Regions from separate parts of the Mus musculus genome. Here region 1 is linked to region 2. A link is a contact called in public Hi-C data. All regions are on one chromosome and are shown on one strand. The core of a region is the stretch at or near the end of the contact, and the rest is flanking DNA. Distances in the headings are between cores, read along the strand shown. Region 1 holds the start of 9030404E10Rik (RIKEN cDNA 9030404E10 gene). Region 2 has its middle 78 kb from the start of Gm46567.

Region 1 (7,364 bases), core at 1,097-3,596, 300 kb after region 2:
TCTGAGACACAGCTTCTCTGTTTAGCCTTGACTGTCCTGGAACTCACTCTATAGACCAGGCTGGCTCCAAACTCAGAGAACCGACTGCCTCTGCTGCCCAAGTACTGGACTAAAGTCATGTGCCACCACACCCAGCTTAGCATGATCTTAAAATTCTCAAGAAGTAGAATATGAAGCCACCAATAAACCTCAGCCATGAGACTCCATGAGGAGTTTGAAGGAATACGCCTCTCAAATAAATTAACAGTACAATAAACATAATAGTACCTTGCATACGAAAGGCTCCGATGAAGGGCCAGACCTAAAGTAAACCAGACAGTGATCGCCACAGAACTAACCCAGGACAACCACTCTCATTGGATTTAACAGTCAAGGTGTGGTGGATTCACTGATCAAGCTGTGGTACCATCTGCAAATGTGCTATGGTTCTGCTGGTTCCCGTGAGACCCTGGGGCTCAGGTGTGCTGCCTTCCCCCCTCTTAAAAACTACAGAGCCTTTGCTTGTGTTGCCCTCCGTCTAGGAGGGTCTGCTTGGGCCGCATTCACTCCGACAGAAGCTATTACGTCTTCCTCAGGGAAGTCCTACGCTCGCTGCACTTTGTTGGAGTTCTTCTGAACTTCAGGGGGACCTCTTCAAGTTGTTCCTAAGCAGAGAATATATTTCACAAGCCTCAAGCCTTCCTTACAGTGCTGTTTAGCAAATGTCCGTCAATTGAATGACCCACTAGCTGGATGAAATACCTTTGCAATGATAAACTGCTTCATTCCGGGCCTCAAAGCATCCCTCGTGTAGGAAAGAATAAATCTTCGTTTTCAGATGAAAATGAGCTACAGGCTCCCTCCTACCGGCTCCCTCATGCTCAGTGTGTCAAGTTTCAGTCCACAAAAGCCCTCCTTAGGCTTTAATGTGTCCACAGTTTTCCTGGAGAGCTTGGTAAGTAAGAGGCAGATTCCTACTTACCTAGAGTTAGGCCCAAGAGCTACACTTCTAGCAAATTCTCAGGGACCACCCATTTGCTGCTGAGGCAAGAACCTCCCTTCAGTTTAACTACCTAACAGGTGTCTGAGGAAAAAGAAAATGCTGGATTAGTTGGGGTATGTGGTTGCAGCTGGACCCTTTGGGACTGTAGCAAAGACAGGTGGACAGTAGTATGCTGATTTTACTGAAGGGGGAAACATGATCAGAAAGACTAAAATGACCTTTCCATGGCATCCATCCTTCTGACCTCAGTCCAGACGCATCCTGATTGTACTGCGATGCATGCTGGGAGATTCAGAGGGGAAGGCTCCAGGTCTTATCCTCAGAAAGATGCGGAGTGCAAAGCATGGGCAACCAGGGTCTACAAACACAAACCTGAATAGGAGAGGAGCCAGGAGTCCAGAGGTGAGCGAGCGTATGGCAGCCACCTCTCACAGAAAACTCGGCCGTGTCTTTCTTTTCTACCTATGGCCCAATTAGACTGGAGATGGGGGTCGTCTTTGATCAGCCTAGTCCCTTTAAAAGAAAGCAGGGAAAACGGTGGCTTTAGGATTTTTCTTTAAAGCCCTGAACCTCTTCAGTGGAAAGTGCTGCCCTTCCGACCTGTTGATGTAATTGCCGTAATTGAAGATTCCAGACCCCATGTGGGTGGACAGGGCCCCATTCATCCATCAGGTCAGCGAAGTGTAAACCTGCTGAGTCCTTCAGATGCCCTGGCCGCAGCCTCCCCCTCCTGCGCCCTCCTGTGCCCTCCTGCCCCCTCCTGCCCCCTCCTGCCCCCACGGACTAGGCTCCCCACAATGCCAGAGCAGCCGGGCCCAGGCTGGTTCCTCTCTAGATGTGGGAACAGTGCCTAATTAAGGGGTTTGTTCTCATCTCCATGGGGCCATCTTAACGCCTCCTGACAGTAATGAGAGACACACACACACACACACACACACACACGTGTGGAGCTGGGGGGGGCGGGGAGGGGGGGGAGAGGGAAGGATGGCTTCCCTGCCACCTTAGCACCCTGTTAAACAGCAAGCCTAACACACACACACACACACACACACACACACACACACACACACTGCAGTTCTGCAGTAATCACCATCAAACCTTTATAGCTACAAGGAGTCCTCTCCAGTTCTGAAAGAGGAAGGAGCCAGGGAGAAGAAATAACTTACCCAGAGGGCGCATAGCAAGTCACTGTCACTGGGTCCCAGGTGTTCTGCTGCACCTCACAGCACTGACTTCCTCATGGAGGGAGGGGCTCTGCACTGCAGTCCCAGGAGAGCCCATTAGAGGGTGGGGGAGGAGCAGACAGGCTCATTCTCTAGAGCCACCTTGTCAGAGGGCCATGCCCGTGTCAAAGCAGAATGGCCCTCCGTGGGCTGGTTCTGCAAAGGCACGTGACAAAACCAACCTCAGAATGGGCCACTCCCTGCAGCCGCGGGCCTCGCCTCATCCTCCTGCATCTTCTTTGCATTCCTGTCTAGCTTCCTACTCCTTCCCCTTTTCTCACAACCCCTTATTCTGACAGCCCACCCGCACCTAAACAAGTAGGGTTCTTTGCTTTGTTTTGTTTTTTTAGCTCTCGGCTTCTCCACTACGGTGTGCCCTCCAGCCAGCAGCACACACAATTTGCTCTCAGTTAACAGACATCCAGTATGATAAAAGTCTAGCTGATGCTCTCTCCAACCAATTCAAAGTCACATTAGTCCATTTTTCTGAACACAGTTCTTACAGAGAAGGCCGAGGGAAGACCTGTGTTCCAGGTAGGACAGACATGCTGAAATTAACATGGGCTAAATTTCAGATCGCCTGGCCTGCTAAAGACAGTGAGTCAGGTACAATGCCACTCTCCTGTGGTCCCAGCCATCCAGAAGGCCCTTCACAACTCTGTAGAGAGGACACTTGAGCTCCCTAGTGCATACCAGAGGAAGACTGGAATGAATTTCTCCCAGCTTTCTCCCCTTGAGAGTGGATTGTATTTACCCCACCACCACCACCCCCCTCCACCCCCCACCCTGCTGACTAAGGGGCTCTGGGAAGCAGTCACTGCCCTTGGTTCCTCTGGTGTCACCAGAATGGAGTGGTTCCTTATTGTCTGTTCCCTAGTGGATTCCTGGAATAAGTCACCTGCTCAGGGACTTGTCCCTCACTGGCCCTTCACTTCCACCACCAATCAGAATGGTCTCTTGCTGGTTGCTATTCACCAGGGTTTCTAGAAGCAGCCCTCTAATTCTATGTGTGCAGTTGTTTGAATAGGGAGACTCACAACTGCTGGGCAGAAGATCAGAGGCCTAAGACTCCTATGATACATGGGGGACACTGCACTCCCCGACTCAGCCGTTATTTGGAAGTTTGCTTTGTGATAGGTGAAGCCCACTCTCAGTCACTGTAATGAAGAACAGTAGCTATGGGATTCCTCGATTCCACAAGGCCAGGCAAGGCATGCGCCTCTGATGCTAAAGTGCAAATACGGCCAAAATGAAAAAGAGCAGCATCCCAGAACAGAACCAGTGACAGTTTAACAGCCAGAGCAGAACTCTCTGTACGTGGCCGGTTTCTGCAACAGCTTGTAATGGGCTGAGTACTGTGCCATCCACTGTGCGGGTACAGGACTGTGACTGTTCAGTGAGAGAGCCAGGATTTAGCATGTGTGAGGCCTTGGGTTTGCCCCCCCAACACAGAAAGGAAAGACCTGTGGCTTTCTGTTGACCCAATCAGATATTAAAAGTCTTAATTTGTTATTTCAACTGTGTTTAAAGAAATAATGGCGCCGGGCAGTGATGGCGCACGCCTTTAATCCCAGCACTTTGGAGGCAGAGGCAGGAGGATTTCTGAGTTCGAGGCCAGCCTGGTCTAGAGCGTGAGTGCCAGGACAGCCAGGGCTACACAGACAAACCCTGTCTCGAAAAAACAAAAAAGAAAAAAAAAAGAACGAAAGAAAGAAAGAAAGAAAGAAAGAAAGAAAGAAGGAAAGAGAGAAAGAAAAGAAATAATGGCAAATAATTTAGAATTGAGCATCTGTGTTCTATCATACTAAGAGAATACAAACCAATTTACCATTTAGGGGAAAATCCACAATATCTACATTGAGAGTCTTCGTGACATTCTTCATTTCCACTGACAATTGCATTTCTGCAAAGTCATCTCTTTGTTCTTTTCTCCAATTAATTAGTTTATTTGTTTTGTTTTGATACATCCTGATTGCAGTTTCACCTCCCTCCAGTCCTCTGAGCCCCACTTTCCCTCCCCTCTCCACTCCTCCTATCTGTTTCCCTTCAGAAAACGGCAAGCCTCCCAGGGATATCCTCGGAACACAGCATAACAAGATACAACTAGACACAAACCCTTAAATCAAGGCTGGGTGAAGCAATTCAGTAGAAGGGGAAGGGTCCCAAGAACAGACGAAAGAGTTTGAGACACCCCCACACCCACTGTTAGAGAGAGTCCCACAAAAACACTAAGCTTAAAAAACCATACTGTTAAAATCATCTTAAGGAAAAATGAAAGTTTTAAAAAGCCACATAACTCAAGTAAAGCAAGAAGACCACGGTACCTGAGTGATAATAGATCTACACATTCACATAAAGTTACAAGGATTTTATTTTTTCATCATGTTAAATGACAAACGCAGGTTATAAATGATCATATACGGAATGCGATCAAACTTGTAGGTAAGAAAAAAAGTAATGGGCTTTATCTACCTTCCCTTGATTTTTTTTCTCTCTTTAAAATTGTTATCTACTTCTCTGGGGGAGGGAGGCTGCGCCATGCACATGTGAGGAGATCTGAGGATAAGCTTCAGGAGTCTCTCCTTCCACAATGTGGGTCCCAGAGATCAAACCCAAGCTGTCTGAGACTCCTTGCTGCGCTTCCTGCATCTTTACCCTCTACCCTCTGAGTGGGCTTGCAGGCCTCCCTGTAATGAGTGTGCATTAGTTTGGGAGGAGAAATGAATTTTATTATTTTAATATATATATGTATAACCATTGTCTGGAAAACCAGTGCCCATCTGGGGGACCTTAGCAAGGACATTCTATTGGATGCCTCCTTACCGTAACCTTACCCAGAGTAGACTGCGAGTAGTGCGAGCCCTTTCCTGTTCTCAAAGAAGCCTTGGGAGTAACTGGACAGCTCAGGTCATATGTTTAGATGTGAACTCTCTGACATAGAAATGCATTTGTTTGGTTTTGAGACATTGTTTCACTATATAGCTCTGGCTGTCCTAGAACTCCCAATGTAGACCAGGCTGGCCTTGAACCCACAGACAGAGAGACAAATTCTTTACTTCTGTTTACAGTCTTGACTATGACTTGTCATCCATCAGGGAACAATAGGTGATAGGGTGACGTGATGGTCTGTCGGTCTAGCTGGTCTGTCTCTCGGATTTGGAGCAATCAAACAGAATTGAACTTCAGAACTGAGAGATGTCCGGGAAGAATAGGAACATCTTTGCATGTACTTCAAGGTCTAGCTTGAAACCTGTTCCTTGATGGCTTCTGTGGGTCTACTGTGCCCTGCTCCTTCATCTGGCAACAGTATCTCTCCTATACCACTATACCTGCTTCCACATTCCCCTGTGGCCTGGGACAGTTGCCATTTGAATCATTATGCCAGCCGGTTTGCAAGGTGCTTGACTCTGGAGAAGGCTTCGCATTTCTGTTCTATTATAAATCTCCTTTCGAGGCTAACATAGCCTGAGCACACCCACTCAATGTGACGCTTCTGGGCATGTTTGTCATTGAAGGAACAACTTAACACAACACAGATGTCTCAGGCATCATCTAGCCATCCAGCCTGGCCTAGGTACAGTCTCCAAGGACCCAAAGGGACCAAGAGAGAATTAACATAACTTCTACTACCAAACTTCACTGCAATCTGCTGCTCACTTGAATTGCTTCCCTTAGAGATGATGAATACTGTCGTGTAGGGAGGGGCAGTGACTGTCTTACTCACCCGAATGATCCCCAGGAACTGTTGAAGCAATGACTGGTTGGCAAGGGAACCGCAAATCTCATCTCTTCCAACTCAAATTACCAACAGCATGCTCAGTCTGGTGTGGGGAAACCCTGAGCTCATTCGTCTTTCATTTCTTTTTGTCTCTTCTTTTTTTCTGGTTCCTACAATAGTGAGGGCTAAACTAGGAGCCTTGAACTGGCTACGTAAGTGTTCTACTATTGGCCTACACTCCCAGTTGTCAGGTTTATGAGACAGGGGTCTTTCTATGTACCACTCTGGCCTCAATCTCAAGATTCTCTACCTCAGCCTCTCCAGTGCTGGGTTGCAGGCATGAACTACCATGTTTCTCTGGCTTTCTTGCTTTGTTACTGGGGAACTAAGAATTAATGGTGAACAATCAGGGCTTTGCCCAACAGCCATTTTACTAAGTAATTTACCTCCAGTAGTCTCTTTAGAGTTGTACTTGTGTTTTGGAGTTGATGTGCAAGTTCATATGTGTGGGAGGTCAGAGATCAGCCTTCAGTGTCGTACTGAAGACCTGTTCACCTTATTGGTTGGTTGGTTGGTTGGTTTTGAGAGAGAGTCTCTGACTGGGACTGAAACTCATCAGTTCAGTTAACCTGGCTGGCCAGTGATCTCCAGTGATCTCCAAGAATTTGCCCGTGTCAGCCTCCTCAGCTCAGGATTACGAGTGCGTGCCCCTGTGCAAGAGCTCTGTATCTCAGTGCTAAGGGGCTGGACTCAGGTTCTAACACCTATGAGGCAAGGATCTTAGCAACTGAGCTGTCTTCCCAGGTGAGCAGGTGTGGCTTTAAATTTCTCTATACAAGATGACCTTCCTTAGAAACAAACAGGAAGCTAAGGCTGGTGGCAGAGCTCAGGGGGACGGTATGGGCCCGACACACACAAGACTGCACCAAAAATTTACAATGTTATTTTTCAAAATAGTGATTCCATAGAGTTTTGAAATCGACTGAGATTTGAGACGGAAGGCTCTCTTCGTACATCCTGCAAAAATATCTCACAAACCATCTTCTAACTCAGCTCTGCATCAATCAAGGTCTCAGGTCTTAGTGATGTCACAGCCCTGTTGGAGCTCTGAGCCTCTCCCTGGAGCAGGACTCCCTGCTCACACTGGCACTCCTTGGCTCCACTCTCACTAGAAAGATGTTCTAATACAGTAGTCGACATCGTCCTAGTGAGAACCTTCTCCAATATCAACATAGCTAGCGACCCAAATGCAGATCCCCTACACATTCCAGGGGCTGTTTCTGAAGGTCCAGGGAAGATGTTCAGAATCAGCATTTTAACAAACTCCCTGCAACTGACTAAATTCTGCTCCCCCCCCCCAATCTTATATTGGCATCCTAATTGCTAGTGTAATGATACTGGAGATGTGTGTGTGTTGGGGGGGTGGTCAGAGAGGACTTCA
Region 2 (6,641 bases), core at 1,250-3,749:
AAATCATCACCTTAGTAGGATACACAGTTTAGTAGGACATTTGGTCTAGTTGGCTTTCGAAGAATGAGGTGGTCGTTACAGCAGAGGTGACTCACTGAGCCCCATAGGGCAGTATTGAAGCATCACCAGGTTAGAAACCAGTTCCTTAAAATGGAGCTCACTGGGCTAGTCAAAGCTTTCCCCTCCCTTTACCTGGGCCCTTCTTTCGCCAGCACATCTTGTTCTAGAGTAAGGAATAACTATTACAGGCAAATTTTCTATTCCTCTGTTCTTCTCCCAACAGTCAGAGGAGCACCAAGTGCCCAGGACCAGGAGTTTAGCATCAACTGGCTCAAAACCAGGGACCAAATTAGAGATGAGTTTCCTCTCCAAATCTGAAGGGCCAGGGACACTCAGGAGCAGAGAGCCAGAGGCCAGTCATCAGGGGACTCACTGAGCCATGCCAATCTCAGCATTCCACAGTTTAAATACCATATTTAGACTTAAATGTTTGCTTTGTGAGCCAGGCTGGCCCAGGCTCCCAGCAGAACGAATGAAGAGATAGCAACAGACTTTGTTGGGAGTGGGGAAGTGAGGATATATCCAAATGTAGGGTGAGAGTCTTTCCCCTCATGTCCTCTGAGCGCTGTTGGTACTAGAACAAAGCCATTAGAATCTTTGAAAGGAGGCTGCTCTTTGGTCCCAGACCAGGTGGTGAACACTAGACAGGTATGCTGAGATCTGAGTGCAAACCTCCTGAGTGACCTGGGATGGTTTTCCTTAGGAAAAGGCCCAGAGGCCAGGCTCAGAATCACCTGCCTGCCATTAGCCTTGGAAGAGATCATCCCACAGATGCCATCTCTCCCCACCAACTTGGCAGTCTAGTCCTGTGTGAGAAGCTTAGGAGTTCTCTTGGATCAGATGAACTGCACACAACAGCTTTCTCTCTTCCTGCAGAGGGAAGCCAGTGACCCCCAAGAAAAGGACTGTGGCGTACCCCCTCACTCCTCTCCAGACACATAATAGCAGGCACAACAGTTTTCTTGATACTGCCCTTATATCTGCTCCTGTTTCTTAGGAAAAGAACTCAGGTCATTAGGAGAGGAGACAGGACTACATTTCCAGCCATTCTTGCGGCTAGAGTGGTCAATGAGATCCAAGCAGAAGTCCCAGGTGGTCTGTAAGGGGGCTGACTTATTGGATGGAGCACCATGGTGACCCTTGCATTTTGGCACGTTCTTTCTGGAAAGCACTGAGAAGGCAGGGGCTTACATGGTCATCGTAGTCCGTGAAGCAATAGAGCCAAGAGAAAGGCGTGCTCTAGGATGCTTGGCGATCCTGTGGACTGCAGCCTCTCTACAAATGTCTTCTTAGACATCTTTGCCAATTATGCCCCAATTTGGCAAAAGTCTCGGTGACTAGGATTTGGTTGGTCTAGGCCAAGCCGACTTCCCTACACATACTCAAAAGTGAGCCCCTGATGCCTGAAGACACACATGTGTCAGCTGTGGGCTAGGGGGTCAAGCTGATGCTAGGCTTAGCAAGGGCAAGATGATAAACAGCAAGCGTCTGTATTTGATAAACCGTGTCGCTTTACACATACCATGGACCCCTTGGGAAGCACTCAATCTATAGCCTGTTGGGGGAACTGACTAAATTAATTTAGTCTGTGCCTTAAAACAACAGTCTTAAAAGAAAGAAAAATTCACCTTAAATTAGGGATCAGTTTGAGCCTTCTGGCTCTGAGCTAGGAGCCAGAGATGCCCTGGAGGCTGGGGGAACAAGGGGGGAGGAGAGTGGCTTCTTGGGCAGCCTCTTTCAAGTGTCTCCATCTTTGGACCCATAGGGGGCACTAAGGAACTGTGGATTTTGTCTCCTTTCTGGCAGAGATTTGTGTTAAGACCTCAAGACCTTCAGTCATCCCTAGAGGAGCTGTGGGAGAGGGACAAGGGCTAGCTTGGAACAGCACTAGGTTCTAGTAGGTGGATTGAAGCCTCTCACCTCCCATCATGCTTAAAGATCTAAAATGTTAAAAAAAAAAATCTGATTCAAAAGTCCGAAGACAAAACCACTGACCCTTCAACCCACCACAGGGACAGCTGGACGCTTTCCTCCCGACCCCCATCTTAGACTAGGAAGAGGCCTGGGAGACCACTCATTTGGCAGCTGAACACAGGAGGCCCACAAGACTAAGTGATTAGCACAAAGTGAAGCCAGTCAGAAGCCGCTGCTCTGGGACAGTAATCTTCCTGCTCCAACTCCCAGTCTAGCGTTCTACACCCCCCCCCCGCACCCCCCTCCCCAGGCCCTCCACTGCCTGGGCCACATTTGTTTTCTTTTCCGGGCCCTGGGGGACTCTGGCAGGGCTGGGGGTCTGATGTGAACTGGAATCTGTTCAATTTCACCTCTCATTGCGCCTGCCAGCTTGCCAGCTCCGCTGACGGAGGCAATTAGAACCAGACATCCCACAAGGGCATTCCAGGAAGCTCTCTTAAAATTCCACAGCGGCTGGGGACTTGCCTTTTCCTGCAGGGATCATCTGGTGTGTAAATAGCAGCTAGTTGTGTAAGACAGGAGATGGGAGGATGGATCACGCGCATGCACAACACACACACACACACACACACACACACACCCACACACACACACACACACACACACACACACACACCTCCCAATACACATTCATCCAGACAGAGAAACATAAATAATCCCAGCAACCCTATTACTTTTAACCTCCTGAAGGGAGAAGTTAGGAATTTACAGGCCTCCCCGGGGAGCATCTAATTGCTTGCTTCCGGGGATGGCTGCTGTGTTTGCCTTGGACGGTGGGTGGCAGGGACGCTGAGGATCTAGGGCAAGACATCCCAGGCTCTCTTCTACCCCCTGCAGATGGCTATTCCCCCACTCTCTCCCCTGAGTTCTCAGGGGTAGGCTTATAGGGGTTGGAGGTCAGTTTAGCTAATACGGAGTCATATATATCTACCCGTGGTCTCGATGAAGCCACAAAGAGGAAATGGTAACGTGAAACTCCGACTCAGAAGTTGTCCGTTTCCTCTAAACCCACTTTAAACCCCAGCATTGGAAGCAAGGGCCCTGGGGCCTGGGGCCAACGGGAGCCCTGTTTCCCCAGCTTCCAGTTTCTCCCTTGTCACTTGAAACCTTGCTTTGGCCAACAATGTGCTACTGTGTAAGTAGACCCACAGAACCTTTTGTGGAAGGCACTGAGAAAGGGCTTAAAGGTATGGGGAAGACAGCTGGGGAAGTTATGTCTACTTCCTCTCACCCTGGGGGTGGGGGGTGCAGCTTCTCATAGGGACTTAGCCAAGGCTAGAGGGAATGTCCTTCTGTCGTGTCTACATTCCCCGAACTGTAGGGCCCATCTCTGTTCCTCAGCCTGGGGTGCTGTCATCACCAGAACACAGCCCCTCCCAGCCCCTCCTCTAACACTGGATATTGGCGTAAATATCATCTCTGAGTAGGAACAAAACAATTCCTAAGAACTAAACCAGCGTTTGATTACCACGAGGTTTAACAGACAAGCCGACCAACCCAAACAGCCTTTACAAATATGTCCTGGGTTTGGGGATGAAGTGGTGACTAATCACCAACCCATGGGTTTAGGGGTGTTTTCCTTTTGAAACAGGGTCTTCACTGTGTGTCCCAGACTGAATCTTCCTTCCCATCTCACACTCCCAATGCTGGGGTCACAGATGTGCCACCAACCCTGGCTCCCGATCCTGCATTCCGTGACATGTTACTGATTGAGTTTTCCTCGCTGCTTTCCGTTTTCCAGTGATCCGTATTTCATGACATCTCTTAGGTCTCTGTCTGTGTTCCAGATGCAGCTGGAATCACCAGACCGGCACTCAGGGCGGGGGAGGGAAGGGTGAGGATTCATTGAGCCAACTGGCTGGTGGTTTTCGTGTTGGGAAGGGAAAAATTGATTTATCTGCTCACTCGACTCCAAAGACTTAACTAATGTTGAGTATTGTGTAGGGCATCGAGGAGAGGGTGAAGGAGGAGAGGGACATAAGACTTCATCACGAGGAATTCAAACTTAAGGGCTGGTGTGTGCCTCTAACTAACTCTAATATAGAGACCAAGTCCTACAAGGGAAGGAGAGATGTCTTGAGGTCAGGGCAGAGGAACTCACTTCTGCTGACAGTGAGCAAGGAAGGGTTGCTGGAGGCAGTGACACTGGATCTCTGAATTGGTCTCTGCCATGCAGAGATGGGTGAAAGGACAATTCAGTGTGGAGTGACAACAGGGGAGAGAGAGCGAGGGTTGGTTAGGTGACCACAGAGGGTCACATCGGTTGGTCACACTGATTGGAGTCAGAAAGAGGAGATTGAGCATCAGGCTTGGAGAATCTGTTTTGACTTCTTTCTGAGTGGACAACACAGGGGCACATCCACCCTTGGGAAAGGTTGGCAGCAGAATGTGCAGGGTGGACAAACATGACATCCTAAAGCATGGGACAGGGTCATGGAGTTGGCCTTTCTGCTCTATTATCTAGAGCTCTGTCATGTGAATGTCATTCTTACTCCTTCAGCATGAATCTGCATGCTCTCAGAGAGAACTGTAGTGTCCTGGGTTTGAATGGGTCTGAATCAACAGCGATCCTCAGTAGGACAGAGACCACGTACCCTTCTGAAGCTGGGTGCCCTTCGAAGTCAATCAGCTTTGTTGCTGTTCGACAATATTTGTTTTTAGTTTTATATTTATGTGTGTCTCTGTGTGTATATATGTGTGTCCATGGAGACCAGAAGATGGTACTAAACCCCTTAAGCTGGAGTTGCCAGAGTCTGTGAGCCACCTGATGTGGGTGCTCCAACCAAAGCTAGATTCTCTGGAAAGCATCCAGTGCACTGCAACTGAGTCAGCTCTCCATCTCAGCTTTCTGCTTTTACTTATGTAATTAAAATATGTACCTAGGTATACGTAATAGCAATTAATGAAAAAAGAGGGCATAGGGGCTGGAGAGATGGCTCAGTGGTGAAGAGCACTGACTACTCTTCCAGAGGTCCTGAGTTCAATTCCCAGCACACACATGGTGGCTCACAACCATCTGTAATGGGATTTGATGCCCTCCACTGGTATGTCTCAAGAGAGTGTACTCACATACATAAAATAAATAAATAAATGTGTGTGTGTGTGTGTGTGTGTGTGTGTTTTTTTAAAGAGGGCATAAATTTGAAGGAGAGCCAGGAGGATTTGAAGGGAGGGAAAAGAAGGGGGAGATGATGTAATTGTATTAGAATCTCAAAAAATAAAAGAAATATTTTCTTTAGAAAATTGAAAGGATAAACTTGAAAAGATTGTTAAAACAAACAAACAAACAAAACAAAACAAAACAAACAAACAAAAATAACAAAACAAGATGAAAACCAAAGAGGTTCATAGAAACCGTCATCAATCCAACATCTAGACCAGTGGTTTTCAACCTTCCTAATGCTTTAATATGGTTCCTCATGACATGGTGACCCCCAACCATGACATTATTTTTCCTGCGACTTCATAACTGTAATTTTGCTACTGTGATGAATCATAATGTAAATTATCGGTCTTAGGTAACCTCTGCAAAAGGTTCATTTGACTCCCTAAGGGGTCGCGACCCACAGGTTGAGAACCTCTGGCCTCGATGGTGGTTCTATGTCCCCCTTGCTGCTCCTCTAGTGGGTGGTTATTTATCAAACCTCTCCAGTGATGAGAGCTCACTTCCTCATGACGTAGTGCAGGTACAGGAGAGGCCTCACCGAGAGAACGGGATAGACTCTCTCCCGTAGGTACAAACTGCACCCCCCACTCCTGCCCATTTGTGCTCATTAACACTGAGCATTTGAAGGGAAACCCCCTCTTTCTAGAGCTTGTGAGTGTCCCAGATTCCTAAGGTCAAGAGCTGTTAAAAGTGCTTACTGCTCATGCAGAAGACCAGTTCATTCCCAACACTCACACTGCCTATAGTTCCAGTTCCAGGGTCCTTATACCTCTTCTGACCCCTGCTGGCTCCTACACACACACACACACACACACACACACACACACACACACACACACACACACACATAGCCCACATAATTTCATACAGGTCCAGACATACTCACATACACATAGATAACAAAATAAATACATAGTGATATGATTGGTTTGAGGACCACCGTTCAGCTTCCAAAGCATTGTCAAGGGCTTTATTCTTCTCCTGCTCACCAACCTGGTGTGAACAACTTTGTATTTTGTGTGTCAGGAAGCACGCTCCCTACAAAGGCTTGCCCCAGGTTAAGTACCCAGTTAAGGTCAAAGGCAGGCTCCTTGTCCCATTTCTTCTGATGTCAAATCCTGGACTTCTAAGTAAACTAGGGAACGAGGGTGTCCTAGTTAGGGTTTCTATTGATGAAATGAAATGACCAAAAGGCATTATTCCAGCTCGCACTTCTGCATCGTATGTAGTCTGTCTTTGAAGGATCGGGGTAGAAACTCAGCCTGAATCTGTAGGCGGGTACTGATGCAAAGGCCATGGAGAATGGACACTTCTGACTTACTCCCTCTCAGCGTACCTAACCTGCTTTCTTATAGCACTCAGGACCGCCATCCCAGGGATGGTACCACCCACACCAAGGGCTGAGCCCTCGCACATCAATCACTAGTTTTAAAAAATGCCC

What was found. Hi-C and Micro-C count contacts between places; a contact is called where the count stands out from the background.
Region 1: a contact with region 2 is called in a Hi-C map of bone marrow-derived macrophages, with 28 read pairs. The contact joins the promoter of 9030404E10Rik here to the enhancer-like site in region 2. A contact is called at or near these places in 3 of 15 datasets of contacts at CTCF or cohesin (the NIH/3T3 cell line, large pre-B cells and stem cell-derived epiblast-like cells), 7 of 484 Hi-C or Micro-C datasets (the 3T3-L1 cell line, CD4 T cells, bone marrow-derived macrophages and 4 more), 10 of 115 datasets of contacts at active chromatin or transcription factors (craniofacial prominence, embryonic basal ganglia, embryonic forebrain and 7 more) and 1 of 9 other capture datasets (embryonic trunk).

The regions. Positions count from the first base shown.
Region 1 is chr16:30,037,133-30,044,496 of GRCm38.p6, forward strand. It overlaps 9030404E10Rik (RIKEN cDNA 9030404E10 gene), which reads right to left and starts at 2,347. Exons shown (of 4, transcript NR_045878.1): 1 at 2,149-2,347; 2 at 1,355-1,495.
Region 2 is chr16:29,732,667-29,739,307 of GRCm38.p6, forward strand. No RefSeq gene overlaps it. Among named protein-coding and RNA genes, the nearest start is that of Gm46567, 78 kb to the right of the region's middle. Within about 2 kb of position 2,500, at least 151 of the 459 cell types and tissues checked have an H3K27ac peak or open chromatin away from gene starts, as enhancers often do. A contact at or near this core is called in the NIH/3T3 cell line, bone marrow-derived macrophages, craniofacial prominence and 6 more, where this site is marked.